Linked DNA regions of Oryctolagus cuniculus: region 2 is linked to region 1. The links are chromatin contacts, called in public Hi-C maps. All regions are on one chromosome and are shown on one strand. The core of a region is the stretch at or near the end of the contact, and the rest is flanking DNA. Distances in the headings are between cores, read along the strand shown. Region 1 overlaps CALML4 (calmodulin like 4). Region 2 overlaps CALML4 (calmodulin like 4).

Region 1 (6,478 bases), core at 744-3,243:
TGTCTTCAAATTCAAGTGGCTTTTTTGTTTTGTTTGTTTGTTTGTTTTGAGAAACCAATCATTTTCATTTTAATCGGAGTCCAAGACACAAGAAAAATACCCCAAACCTCATGGAGACAGAAGAGGAGACACAGCCCTTCCCCCAATCGTCCCTGGCCAGAGTGGGGACACAGTGGGGTGAGGTGGGTGGCCGGCCCGCAGCGGAGAGGTCCAGGGTGTGTTCACACTGCCTTCACGGCTCATTGCAGAGGGTCAGGGTGATTGGTGCTAGGCTAGGGGCTGGGCGGACCCAGGGATTGCCAAGGGAAGCAGGTGGCTGGGGTACCGCCCGTGCTGTCCCTTAGTGAAAGTCGGTGACTGCTGAACCAGAAATTCCTACCCACAGCTGTCAATACCACACCAGTCATGTCACATGAACACATTATGTGTTACCACAATTTCTTTTTTGGAAGTACCCCTGTGTTTCTGTAGCATTTAACATTTTTCTGTAAAAAAAGTCTAAGATTTGTTTATTTATTTGAAAGTCAGAGTTACAGAGAGAGGGAGAGACAGACAGAGAGGTCTTCCATCTGCTGGTTCCCTCCCCATATGGCCACAACAGCCAGAGCTGGGCCAGGCGGAAGCCAGGAGGCAGGAGCTCCTCCAGGTTTCCCACGTGGGTACAGGGGCCCAAACACTTGGTCATCTTCCTCTGCTTTCTCAGGCTCATTGGCAGGGTGCTGGAAGCAGTGCCCCTATGGATGCCGGCAGGGCAGGCCATGGCTTAACCCACTACACCACAATGCTGGCCTCTGGCACCAGGATTCCTATGAACGATTTTGGTAACTCTCGTGGTGATGTTTTAACATTGCTTGTTACTAAAACTTTACATACAGCTCTCTAAAACAATGTCATCCAAATATTCACCAAGCAGAAGTTCTAACGCTGGTGCTGAAAAACAGCCCCGGGGCCGGTGCTGTGGCGTAGCGGTAAAGCCACCGGCTGCAGTGCCGGCATCCCAAATGGGCACTGTTCAAGACCCGGCTGCTCTACTTCCAATCCAGCTCTCTTCTGTGGCCTGGGAAAGCAGTGGAAGATGGCCCAAGTCCTTGGGCCCCTGTACCCACGTGGGAGACCTGGAAGAAGCTCCTGGCCCCTGGCTTCGGATTGGTGCAGCTCCAGCCATTGTGGCCATTTGGGGAGTGAACCAAAGGATGGAAGACCTCTCTCTCTGCCTCTCCTCCTCTCTCTGTGTAACTCTGACTTTAAAATAAATAAATAAAGAATTATTTATTTATTTATTGAAGAGAGGAGGAGAGGCAGAGAGAGAGAGAGAGAGAGAGAGGTCTTCCATCTGCTGGTTCACTCCCCAATTGGCCACAACAGCCAGAGCTGGGCCAATCCGAAGCCAGGAACCAGGAGCTTCTTCCAGGTCTCCCACGTGGGTGCAGGGCCCAAGCACTTGGGCCATCTTCCACTGCTTTCCCAGGCCACAGAAGAGAGCTGGATTGGAAGTGGAGCAGCTGGATCTTGAACTGGCACCCATATGGGATGCCGGCGCTTCAGGCCAGGGTGTTAACCCATTGCGCCACAGCACCAGCCCCAATAAATAAATCCCCCCCCCCAAAAAAAGCCCCAAATCAATACAGGTGAAAGGAGGCATCTCATGAGCAGCAGCCAGGAAGAGGCCACATCACCACCCTCGTGCCCTTGGCAATTTAGGAACAAACACCCTGGGAAACTGAGAAATAGGAATGGGCCATGAAGCAGACAAACTTTCTAAGTTTGCAAAAACGGTGACATAACCAGGCGAAAAGAAAAAACAGAACATCTGGCCACGGGGCTGCAAAGATGCCCACCTGGGCTGGTGTGCGGTACATTTAATACTCTGCGAACCATCGCCCGTGTGGGGGAATTAGAAGAATGCTACAGAAACATGGCGGGTTAGGCCTATGCATTCTCCCCAGCCTTTCCCAGACCAGGCTTACTGTCCAGACGTCCTAGCCTGCCGCGTAGTGGTGAAAAAGGGAAAGTGCATGGCCCTTAAATAGGTTTAATACTCAGGAAAAGAAAACTTGCAATATAAAATGCTAGTTGGAAACTCACCGTACAGTTTAAGAAATGGAACACTACCTTTTTTTTTTTTTTAAAAAAAAGGACTTATTTAGTTATTTGAAAGTCAGAGTTACACAGAGAGAGAAGGAGAGGCAGAGAGAGACAGAGGTCTTCCATGCACTGGTTCATTCCCCAAATGGCCAAGACACCACTTGAAAAAGAAGCATCACGAATAAATAAGCAATGAATAAGAAGGCAGAGCAGAAGAAGGTAGTAGATATGGAGACTACAAAGGTGACATGAATGTGTCAGAAAGCGTGTAAGGAATATTTCCAGAAAAGGATAGTTTATCAATGCTGTGTCAATAAAGCTTGAGTAGTGAGCAGCTATTAAAGAGAATGAAATGGGGCCAGCGCTGTGGCATAATGGGTTAAGCTCATGCTTGCAGTGTTGGCATCCCATATAGGCACTGGTTTGAATCCCAGCTGCTCCACTTCGGATCCAGCTCCCTGCTAATGGTCTGGGAAAGCAGTGGAAGATGGCCCACGTGCTTGGGCCCCTACAATTCATATGGGAGACCGGGATGAAGCTCCTGGTTCACTCTCCACATGGCTCTAACTGCCTAGATTGCGCCAGGCAGGAGCCAGGAACTTCTTCCGGGTATGCAGGGGCCCAAGCACTTGGACCATCTTCTGCTGCTTTCCCAGGTGCATTAGCAAGGAGCTGCATTTGGAAGCAGAAAGCCGGGACTTGAACCAGCACTCCAATAAGGGATGCCAGCATTGCAGGTAGAGGCTTCACCCACTGCACCACAGCGTTGGCCTCAGTCATCATTTTTTAAAGATTTATTCATTTACTTGAGAGTCAGAGTTACAGTGAGAGAGGAAGAGATAGAAAGAGGAGAGAGATCTTCTGTCTGCTGGTTCATTCCCTAAATGGCCACAATGACCAGGGCTGGGCCAAGCCAAAGCCAGGCGCTTCTTCATGGTCTCCCACATGGGTGCAGAGGCCTAAGCACTTTGGGCCATCCTCCAATACTTTCCTAGGCACATTAGCAGGGAGCTGGATTGCAAGTGGAGCAGCTGGGACTCAAACCAGTGACCACAGGGGATGCTGGTGCTGCAGATGTCAGGTTAACCCACTGCACCACAGCGCTGGCCCCTCTAGTCATCATTCCTAATGGTAAATCATTGTAACTATTGTTCCTTTAAGAGCAGAAAAAGATGAAGCTGTCTCTAACATCCTGACTGCTCGATAAGGCCAGGGTAAGCCAGACACTCATATAAGGAGAGAGAAAAAAACAGCATTGTCGTTATTGGCAGTGAATATAATTAAGTGCACAGAAATACCAAAATAATTTATAAATTATTAAAATTAATAAGTGAGCCCAGAATGGTTGGTAAGTACAAAAGTACAAAGGCTGATAGAGGGTCTATGTCACATATACACAAATGGAGTGTGCATTGCCTGCAAAGCCAAGGAGCAGTATTATGGAAAACGGAGCTAGATATATTGCAGAGACATTTTTGCACACTGATATGAATGCTCACTGAACTAATATTTACAATACGGAAATATGGGATGCCACCATGCAATGATAGGAGAATGGTCAGTGATATTTCCAGAGTGAATCAGTCACTGCTACATAGTATTTTTTTATTTATTTTTATTTTTATTTTTATTTTTGTCAGGCAGAGTGGACAGTGAGAGAGAGAGACAGAGAGAAAGGTCTTCCTTTGCCGTTGGTTCACCCTCCAATGACCACCGCGGCCAGCACGCTGCGGCCGGTGCACCGCGCTGATCCGATGGCAGGAGCCAGGTGCTTCTCCTGGTCTCCCATGGGGTGCAGGGCCCAAGTACTTGGGCCATCCTCCACTGCACTCCCTGGCCACAGCAGAGAGCTGGCCTGGAAGAGGGGCAACCGGGACAGAATCTCGCGCCTGGACCAGGACTAGAACCCGGTGTGGCGGCGCCGCAAGGCGGAGGATTAGCCTAGTGAGCCACGGCGCCGGACTCACTGCTACATAATAAATACACAACTATGTATAATATATAATCACAGCATATAATGCATAAAAAGGCAAGTTGCAGAACTTGAAGTCATGATGTCACTGTTATACAGCCTAAACAAGTAAACTAAATACTATTTTGTTTAGAGATGCACAGATATATGATGAAAGTACAGACATTTTTTTAAAATCAAGCTAAGGATCTACATGATGAGGAAGCAGGGCGAGGAAGGAAAGGGGCACACAGGAGGACACATCAGAAGGCAGTGTTCTGGGGCCGGCGCTGTGGCACAGTGGGTTAAAGCCCCGGCCTGCAGTGTCAGCATCTCATAAGGGCACCAGTTCAAGTCCCAGCTGCTCCACTTCCAATCCAGCTCTCTGATATGGCCTGGGAAAGCAGTAGAAGATGGCCCAAGTGATTGGGCCTCTGCGTGGGAGACCTGGAAGAAGCTCCTGGCTCCTGGTTTTGGATTGGCACTCCCCAAATGCCTGCAACAGCCAGGGCTGAGCCAGGCCCAAGCCAGAAGCCACTCAATCCAGGCATCCCAGGTAGGTGCCAGGAACCCAAGTACTTGAACCATTGTCTGTTGCCTCCCCGGGGTGTGCGTTAGCAGGAAGCTGGCATTTGAAAGTGGAGTCAGGACCCAAACCCAGACACTCTGGAGGGGGGTACTGGCATCCTGAGTGGCACGTTAACCACTACACCAAATGCTAGCCTCTACTCTCATTTTTTTAAAATTTTTATTTATTTATTTATTTGACAGGCAGAGTGGACAGTGAGAGAGAGAGAGAAAGGTCTTCCTTTGCCGTTGGTTCACCCTCCAATGACTGCTGCGGCCGGCGTGCTGCGGCCGGCGTGCTGCGGCCGGCGCACCGCGCTGATCCGATGGCAGAAGCCAGGTACTTATCCTGGTCTCCCATGGGGTGCAGGGCCCAAGCACTTGGGCCATCCTCCACTGTACTCCCGGGCCACAGCAGAGAGTTGGCCTGGAAGAGGAGCAACCGGGACAGAATCCGGCGCCCCGACCGGGACTAGAACCTGGTGTGCCGGCGCCGCAAGGCAGAGGATTAGCCTAGTGAGCCGCGGCGCTGGTCCTACTCTCATTTTTTTAATTAAATGTCTTGCAAAAGGTTTGTCTATTTTATCTTGGCCCTGGCTCATTGATCATCTCCATTTTATGCTTATTTTATTATATTTCATTCCTTTTTGCTTTTATCATTTTTATACTTTATATAAAGTATATATATATTTATATATATATTTTTTATACTTTATATAAAGTATATATAAGTACCTTATACTTTATGGGTTTATTCTATTTTTTCCCTCTTACAGTGAATTCTTGCTCAATAATTTTCAGCCTTTCTTCCTTTATAATGTAAGTGTCTACAGCTATAAATTTCCTGTAATTACAGTTTTAGGGGCATCTACAAGTTTTGATAAGTAGAATTGAATCACTATTTCTAGACAACTTTTTTTTTTTTTTTTTGACAGGCAGAGTAGACAGTGAGAGAGAGAGACAGAGAGAGAAAGGTCTTCCTTTGCCGCTGGTTCACCCTCCAATGGCCGCCGCTGCAGCCGGCGCACCGCGCTGATCCTGGCAGGAGCCAGGAGCCAGGTGCTTTTCCTGGTCTCCCATGGGGTGCAGGGCCCAAGCACCTGGGCCATCCTCCACTGCACTCCCTGGCCACAGCAGAGAGCTGGCCTGGAAGAGGGGCAACCGGGACAGAATCCGGCGCCCCAACCGGGACTAGAACCCGGTGTGCCGGCGCCGCAAGGTGGAGGATTAGCCTATTGAGCCACGGCGCCGGCTTCTAGACAACTTTTTTTAAAAAGACTTTATTTTTAATTATTTGAAAGAGTTACAGAGAGAGGTCTTCCATCTGCTGGTTCACTCCCCAAATGGCCACAATGGCCAGAGCTATGCCAATCTGAAGCCAGGAGCCAGGAGCTTTTTCCTGGTCTCCCACGTGGGTGCAGGGGCCCAAGGACTTGGGCCATCTTCTACCGCTTTCCCAGGCCATAGCATAGAGTTGGATTGGAAGAGGAGCAACCAGGACTAGAACCAGTGCCCATATGGGATGCCAGCACTGCAGGCCAGGGCTTTAACCCACTGTGCCACAGCGCCGGCCCCTATTGCTAGACAACTTTCAATCTCTCCTACAATTTCTCGCTTGACCCACACATTCTCTGGAACTTTTCAATTTCCAAAATGTAGGGATCTGTCATTCAAGTTTCTGTTGTGGACTTGTAAGTAGTTCGTTAAGTTAGATGCAATAATCCTAGGTCATAAATATGCTTTATGTGAATCGGAATCTTTGGAATTCGTTGAGATTGGTTTTATGGCCTTTCTGGTCAAGTTTTGGAACTGTTCCATGGGCACTTGGTTTTTGGATACAGGGTAATTTGTAAACATCCACTAAATCAAGCTGAC
Region 2 (6,573 bases), core at 3,938-6,437, 48 kb before region 1:
TTCATTTTTCTTTGTGTCCAATTCCCCCAAATAATTCTGAAGTGCCGAGCTGAACTCAAAACTCAAGGGAACACTGAGGCTCCAGGCTGAAGGACCGAGCGAGTTACAACAGCCAACTTCTACAGGGAATGCTCGGACCTGTGCTGACATCACCAAGGTCATTCAAGGTGACCCAGTGCTGTGGTGCAGTGGATTAAGCCACGGCTTGCAGTGTGCACACCCCACATGGGCACCAGTTCGAGTCCCAGCTGCTGCACTTCTGACCCGGCTCCCGGCTAATGTGCCTGGAAAGGAGCAGATGATGCCCCAAGATCTTGGGAGACCCAGGTAGAGTTCCAGGCTCCTGGCTTTGGCTGGGCCTGGGCCAGGCTGTTGCAGCCATTTGGGGAGTGAAACAGCAGATGGAAGATTTATTTCTCTCTCTGTAACTCTGCTTTTGTGTCGCTCCCCCTCTTCGTGGAGGAACGACACAGGACCCTGCGTTGTTCTTTTGTCTGCTCGGCCCTTCCTGGGTTTGCTGCTGGTTCTTCCCGGGTTGGCTACCGTCCCTTCCACCTCTGTGGAAGGGCGGTTCCCCCTGCGACTTTCCCCACTTCCACGGGGGAGCGGCACACTGCCAGCCGGCTCTCTCGGGGGCTGCACAGGTGTTCCTTCAGCTAGATGTTCCTGGTGCATGTTGTCTCTCTCCTCCTTTATAGTCCTCTTCCGCCAATCCCAACTCTGCTACCCACACGCCGAGTACGCTGCTCTCCTCCAATCAGGAGCAGGTCCTGCTGTTTATTGGTTGAACTGGAGGCAGCTGTGTAGAAGCTGTTTCCTCCTCTCCCAGCGCCATATTGTGGGAGAGCAGATGCATAAAATAAGTCTTAATTCGAGTAACAGTCTAGTCCGAGTTGCTCCCCACACTTTTGAAATAAATAAATCTTTTTTTTAAAAAAAAAAAGAATTGATAGCAGTGGAAAACGGCCCAAGTCCTTGGGCCCCTGCACCCACGTGGGAGACCAGGAAGAAGCTTCTGTGGCTTCAGATTGGCCCAGCTCCGGCCATTGCGGCCATCTGAGCAGTGAACCAGCTGATGGAAGATCTCTGTCTCTCTCTCCCTTTCTCTATAACTCTTTCAAATAAATAAAATGAATATTAAAAAAAAAAAAAGTTAACCCAGTTCTGGCTATTGCAGCCTTCAGATTTTCACTGAGCTTCCCAGGGTCCGGGGCGGGGGTGGCACCCAGGGGGCACTGGGAGGAGCTGGATACACTTGCTCGGTCTGAGAAGACAGTTTTCGGATTTACAGGGAAGCAGCCCAGATGCAAACTCACATGAACACTAAAATTCACATTGTGCTCTGTTTAGTGTTTTTCAAGCAGGGGCCAGCGTGGTGGTACAGTGAGTTAAGTCGCTGCCCGCGAGCGATGTCAGCATCACCTGAGGGCAGGTCCAAGTCCTGCTTGCCCCACTCCGATCCTTCTGGGGAGTGAACTAGCAGACAGAAGCTCGCTTGCTCTCCCTCTCTCTCTGCCTTTCAAATATTTTTTTAATTTGAAAATTAACAGTAATAAAACAAAACTTTGGAGAAAAAAGATTGCATTAAAAACACCAATGAGTGGACAGCACTGTAGGAAGTTTCACCTTTTACTTACAGAAGTGAAGGTGTGGCTGCAGACCAAGGGGGGACGGCGAGGAGACGGGCTCTTCGTCGGTGCCTGTTTAAGGGAACACTGGTGCCTCTGCAGATTCTTGCCAAGGTCACAATGCCCAGGATGGAGCCAATGGAGCTTGGGTCAGATTGGCTACAGTCTAGAGACAGCTCTGAATAAACAATCCTATGAATGGAAAAAAAAAATGCAATACAGGGACTGGTGCTGTGGCATTGCGGGTAAAGCCGTTGCCTGCAGTGCCTGCATCCCATATGGGCGCCAGTCCTGGCTGCTCCACTTCCGATCCAGCTCTCTGCTATGGCCTGGGAAAGCAGAAGAAGATGGCCCAAGTCCTTGGGCCCCTGCACCTGTTTGGGAAACACAGAAGAAGCTCCTGGCTCCTCACTTCGGATCAGCATAGCTCCGGCTGTTGTGGCCATTTGGGGAGTGAACCAGCGGGGGTGGACTCTTTCTCTCTCTCTCTCTCTCTCTCTCTCTCTCTCTCTGCATCTCCTCCTCTCTCTGTGTAACTCTTTTTTTTTTTCTTTTTTTTCTTTTTTTTTTTTTTTTTTTTTTTTTTGACAGGCAGAGTGGATAGTGAGAGAGACAGAGAGAAAGGTCTTCCTTTTTGCCGTTGGTTCACCCTCCAATGGCCACCATGGCCTGCGCGCTGCGGCCGGCGCACCGCGCTGATCCGAAGCCAGGAGCCACGTGCTTCTCCTGGTCTCCCATGTGGGTGCAGGGGCCCAAGCACTTGGGCCATCCTCCACTGCACTCCCTGGCCACAGCAGAGAGCTGGACTGCAAGAGGGGCAACCGGGACAGAATCCGTTGCCCCAACCGGGACTAGAACCTGGTGTGCCGGCGCTGCAAGGTGGAGGATTAGCCTAGTGAGCCTCTTTTAAATAAATAAATAAATCTTTAAAAAACAAAAAGCGGCTCTTGGGTGGTGAGGATTTCTAAGTTCCAGGTCACTGTGGCAGAGACAGACCTCCAATAAGGAGCTGTAAAAGATGTGCAAGGTGTCCCTACGGTTGCATGGCTGACTCCGTCCTCTGGGGCCTCTAGCAGAGCCTGCACCCATGACGGGGACAGGTCCTCCAGGGGCCTAGGTTCTGCAGGGCCACCTGAGAGCGGCACAGAAACCCAGACAAGCGCACTGCTATCTTCTGGCATCGGAGGACGCGGGCGTGCAGGCTCAGGGGCATCCAAGCTGAGGTTCTCAGCAGGGTCCCATGGACTCCTGGATCCCACTCCAGACTTCACAGATCCAATTCTAAACACGTTAAACCAACAGGAGCAACGATCTTCTGGTATTTCCTAATCTTCAGTGTCAGTTTCTTAACCAGCGGCCCTTCGGCAATGTGTGGATCCTACATTTGAAACATCGGCCTTTCTAGATGTGCTTCAGTAAGGGAGGTGGGGTGTGGTTTTTGTTTTGTTTTGTTTTTGTTTCTGTTTTTTTGAAAGGCAGAGAGACACAGAGATCTTCCATTCGCCAGTTCACTCCCCAAATGCACCGAAAGGTAGGGGCTGAACCAGGCTGACCAAGAGCCCGGAACTCAATCCGGGTCTCCCTCATCAGTGACAGGGACCCAACTGCTTCCGCTGTCACCTGCTGCCTTCCATGGTCTTCATTCACGGGAAGCTTGAATTGAAAGGGGAGCCGAGACGCAAATCCAGGCACTGCAAATATGGAACGTGGGTGTCCCCAGTGGCGCTGTAACGGCTGTGCCAGAACCCGCCCCAGGAAAGTGGTTTCCTAACAAGACAGCTACACAGGTGGAAGGGCTAAGTGCTAACGTGAACACAGCAGAGAGGTACTGAGCTTAGGACATGAGGAGCTTCTAGGACCCCTCCTTCCTTGGAGGTCTCTGCAAGATTACCCTCACCTCCAACAGGTCAAGTAGACTTCAAACCTCCATGGAAGATGAAATTAAAAGTTCATTTTGGGGGCCGGCGCTGGGGTGCAGCGGGTTAACACCCTGGCCTGAAGCGCCGGCATCTCATATGGGCGCTGGTTAGAAACCCGGCTGCTCCACTTCACTCTCTGCTATGGCCTAGGAAAGCAGTAGAAGATGGCCCAAATCCTTGGGACCCTACACCCACCTGGAGGAGCCTTCTGGCTCCTGGTTTCAGATTGGCGCAGCTCTGACCTTTGCAGCCATTTGGGGTGTGAACAAGTGGATGGAAGACCCCTCTCTCTCTCTACCTCTCCTCTGTGTAACTCTTTCAAATAAATAAATATTTTAAAAAGAAGTTCATTTTGGGGGGCCGGCACTGTGGCGTAAAAAAAAAGCCGCCACCTGCAGTGCCGGCATCCCATATGGCCACCGGTTCGAGTCCCGGCTGCTCCACTTCCCATCCAGCTCTCTGCTATGGCCTGGAAAAGCAGTGGAAGATGGCCCAACTCCTTGGGCCCCTGCACCCATGTGGGATACCCAGAGGAGGATCCTGGCTCCTGGCTTTGGATCGGGGCAGCTCCAGCCATTGCAGCCACTTGGGAAGTGAACCAGGGGATGGAAGACTTCTCTTTTTTTATTTTTTATTTTTGACAGGCAGAGTGGACACTGAGAGAGAGACAAAGAGAAAGGTCTTCCTTTACCGTTGGTTCACCCTTCAATGGCTGCTACAGCTGGTGTGTTGTGGCCGGCACACCGCACTGATCCGAAGCCAGGAGCCAGGTGCTTCCTCCTGGTCTCCCATGCCAGTGCAGGGCCCAAGGACCTGGGCCATCCTCCACTGCACTCCCGGGCCACAGCAGAGAGCTGGCCTGGAAGAGGGGCAACTGGGACAGAATCCGGCGCCCCGACCGGGACTAGAACCCGATGTGCCAGCGCCGCAGGCGGAGGATTAGCCTAGTGAGCCGCGGCGCTGGCCATCTCTCTCTTTCTACCTCTGCCTCTCTGTAACTTTGCCTTTCAAATAAATAAATCAATCTTTAAAAAGTTCATTTTGGTGCCAAAAAACAGTGAAATCCATGCATACAAAGGATCTTCAAAACGTTCATGTAAACTATGTATTATGAAAAAGCTATGCATGGATTTTTGAATTGTTTTTGCACCAAAATAAATATCTTTTAATTCCATTTCCAATTGCTTTCTGAAGCACCCTTGTATTCCAGAGTTTCTAGTGGCATACCCTCGCAAGACACAGGAAGTCAGTTCCCCTGGCTTCTGGCTTCCAGCCCAGGATGCCAAACAACCTGTAATAGAAGCAGCAGGCTGTACCACGCTCCTTTCCTGGTGCGATGACTCACTGCAACCACGTCTCAGCCCTGGGCTGACTTCATGCAGCCGTGGGCCCCCCCCCCCGCCTTTGGTTTCACCTGCAGCTAGAGCGCTACCGGCCCTGTAGTCTGCACGATTTCCTACAACTTAGAATTAATTCAAACATCACATTAGCATTAACATCAAGCAGCTGCTTCTCCAAGGGGAGTCAGCTTCACTGAGCACAACATGATCCGCAGAGAGCTCTCCTGTCACTGTCCAGGCTGCCACTTCTGGCATCACACTGAAGTGCGACAGCGTGTTCCAGAACTGAAACCGAAACAGGCACGGCCGGCTTCCCCGGCTCGGCGTGGAGACAGGGTTAGGAGCCTTGCGCCTGGGCTCTGAAACGCCCAGCAAGACACAGGCTGAACTCTACCCAGCAAGCTCGCCAGGCTCAAAATAGGCTATGAGCAAAATAATTCTTGAAAACAAAAAAAAAAAAAGGGAAGGGTACATGGTTCCTGGTCAGTCTTGCTTGGCTTTGTTCTAATCGCCCTCAGACTGCACTTTTTAAAAAAAATGTGCAAGAAACAACTCAGTGCTCTGAAATGTTTCCAGAGGGTGGCCCAAGACTTCATAAAAAATACATATATGTATATATACACACATACACACACACACATATATATATACTTGCAAATGTTTGAGAAATTAAAATTTGACAAAAACCAGAAAATTAGGTTTCAAACAGGGCCAGAGACCATCTGCCTTACTGTCGCTGCACACCCCTGGCACATAGCCTGGCACGCAGGTGCCCACTAAGGGCTCCCACGTTTGTTCTCACTGGTTGAGGCAAGAGAACAACCCAGTTCTCCTCTTGGATGGATGGAGCACATCAAATTGTAAAAGCTTGGGCAATTTGGAAATAGTTTTCTAAACTTGCCAACAAGCTAAGGTTTTGTGAAACACTTGATATTCCCACCTCTTGTATCAAAATTTCCTGAATCAAATTATCTGCCAAAATATACTATTACCAGCATTTTCTTTAGTCTGGTCATCTTGAGACAGGATAGAAACAGAATTCACAGGGGCCAGCACTGTGGCATCCCAAAGGGGTGCCGGTTCGAGACCCGGCTGCTCTACTTCTGATCCAGCTCCCTGTTAATGCGCCTGGGAAGGCAGCAGAGGAGGGGCCAAGCGCTTGGGCTCCTGCACCCATTTGAGACCTGGCTTCGGCCTGGCCCAGCACTGGCTATTGAGGCCATTTGGGGAGTGACTCAGTAGACAGATCTCTCTCTCTCTCTCTCTCTCTCTCTCTCTGTCTCTCTCTCTCTCTCTCTCTCTCCATCCTTCTGTGTAACTCTGTCTTTCAAATAAATAAAACTTTACAAAAAGAAAAGTAGGATTCACAAATTCCAGCCCTCACTCCCTCCCATGGTATGTATCCATCTAGTCTCAAATCAATGAGGCCCAAGAAACAGCCAGACCCTACCTGCAAAGGCCCCACACTGCCCTGTGGGGGCCTTCCCTAACCTACACACGTGCCCGGAATAGCCCAATGTAACTAATACATATCCTTCCCGGGGTGAGGCAGTGAGCAACACCCCCATTTTGAGATTGTCATGTGCAGTAAGAACCAAGCCTGCACAGAACCGGCCTGGGTGCACCCAAAGCACAAAGCTGAGGGTGATGAGCCAGAATTCCAGGCTGGGTGCAGATGGGGGTGCC

The links. Hi-C and Micro-C count contacts between places; a contact is called where the count stands out from the background.
Region 2: a Hi-C map of embryonic fibroblasts shows a contact between it and region 1, with 6 times the contacts expected there. The contact joins two enhancer-like sites. A contact is called at or near these places in 5 of 6 Hi-C or Micro-C datasets (ear pinna, embryonic fibroblasts, psoas muscle and 2 more).

The regions. Positions count from the first base shown.
Region 1 is chr12:91,008,961-91,015,438 of mOryCun1.1, reverse strand. All of the region lies in intron 1 of CALML4 (calmodulin like 4), which reads left to right. Among named protein-coding and RNA genes, the nearest start is that of CLN6, 15 kb to the right of the region's middle. Within about 2 kb of position 1,993, at least 1 of the 8 cell types and tissues checked has an H3K27ac peak or open chromatin away from gene starts, as enhancers often do.
Region 2 is chr12:91,060,490-91,067,062 of mOryCun1.1, reverse strand. All of the region lies in intron 1 of CALML4 (calmodulin like 4), which reads left to right. Among named protein-coding and RNA genes, the nearest start is that of FEM1B, 27 kb to the right of the region's middle. Within about 2 kb of position 5,187, at least 4 of the 8 cell types and tissues checked have an H3K27ac peak or open chromatin away from gene starts, as enhancers often do.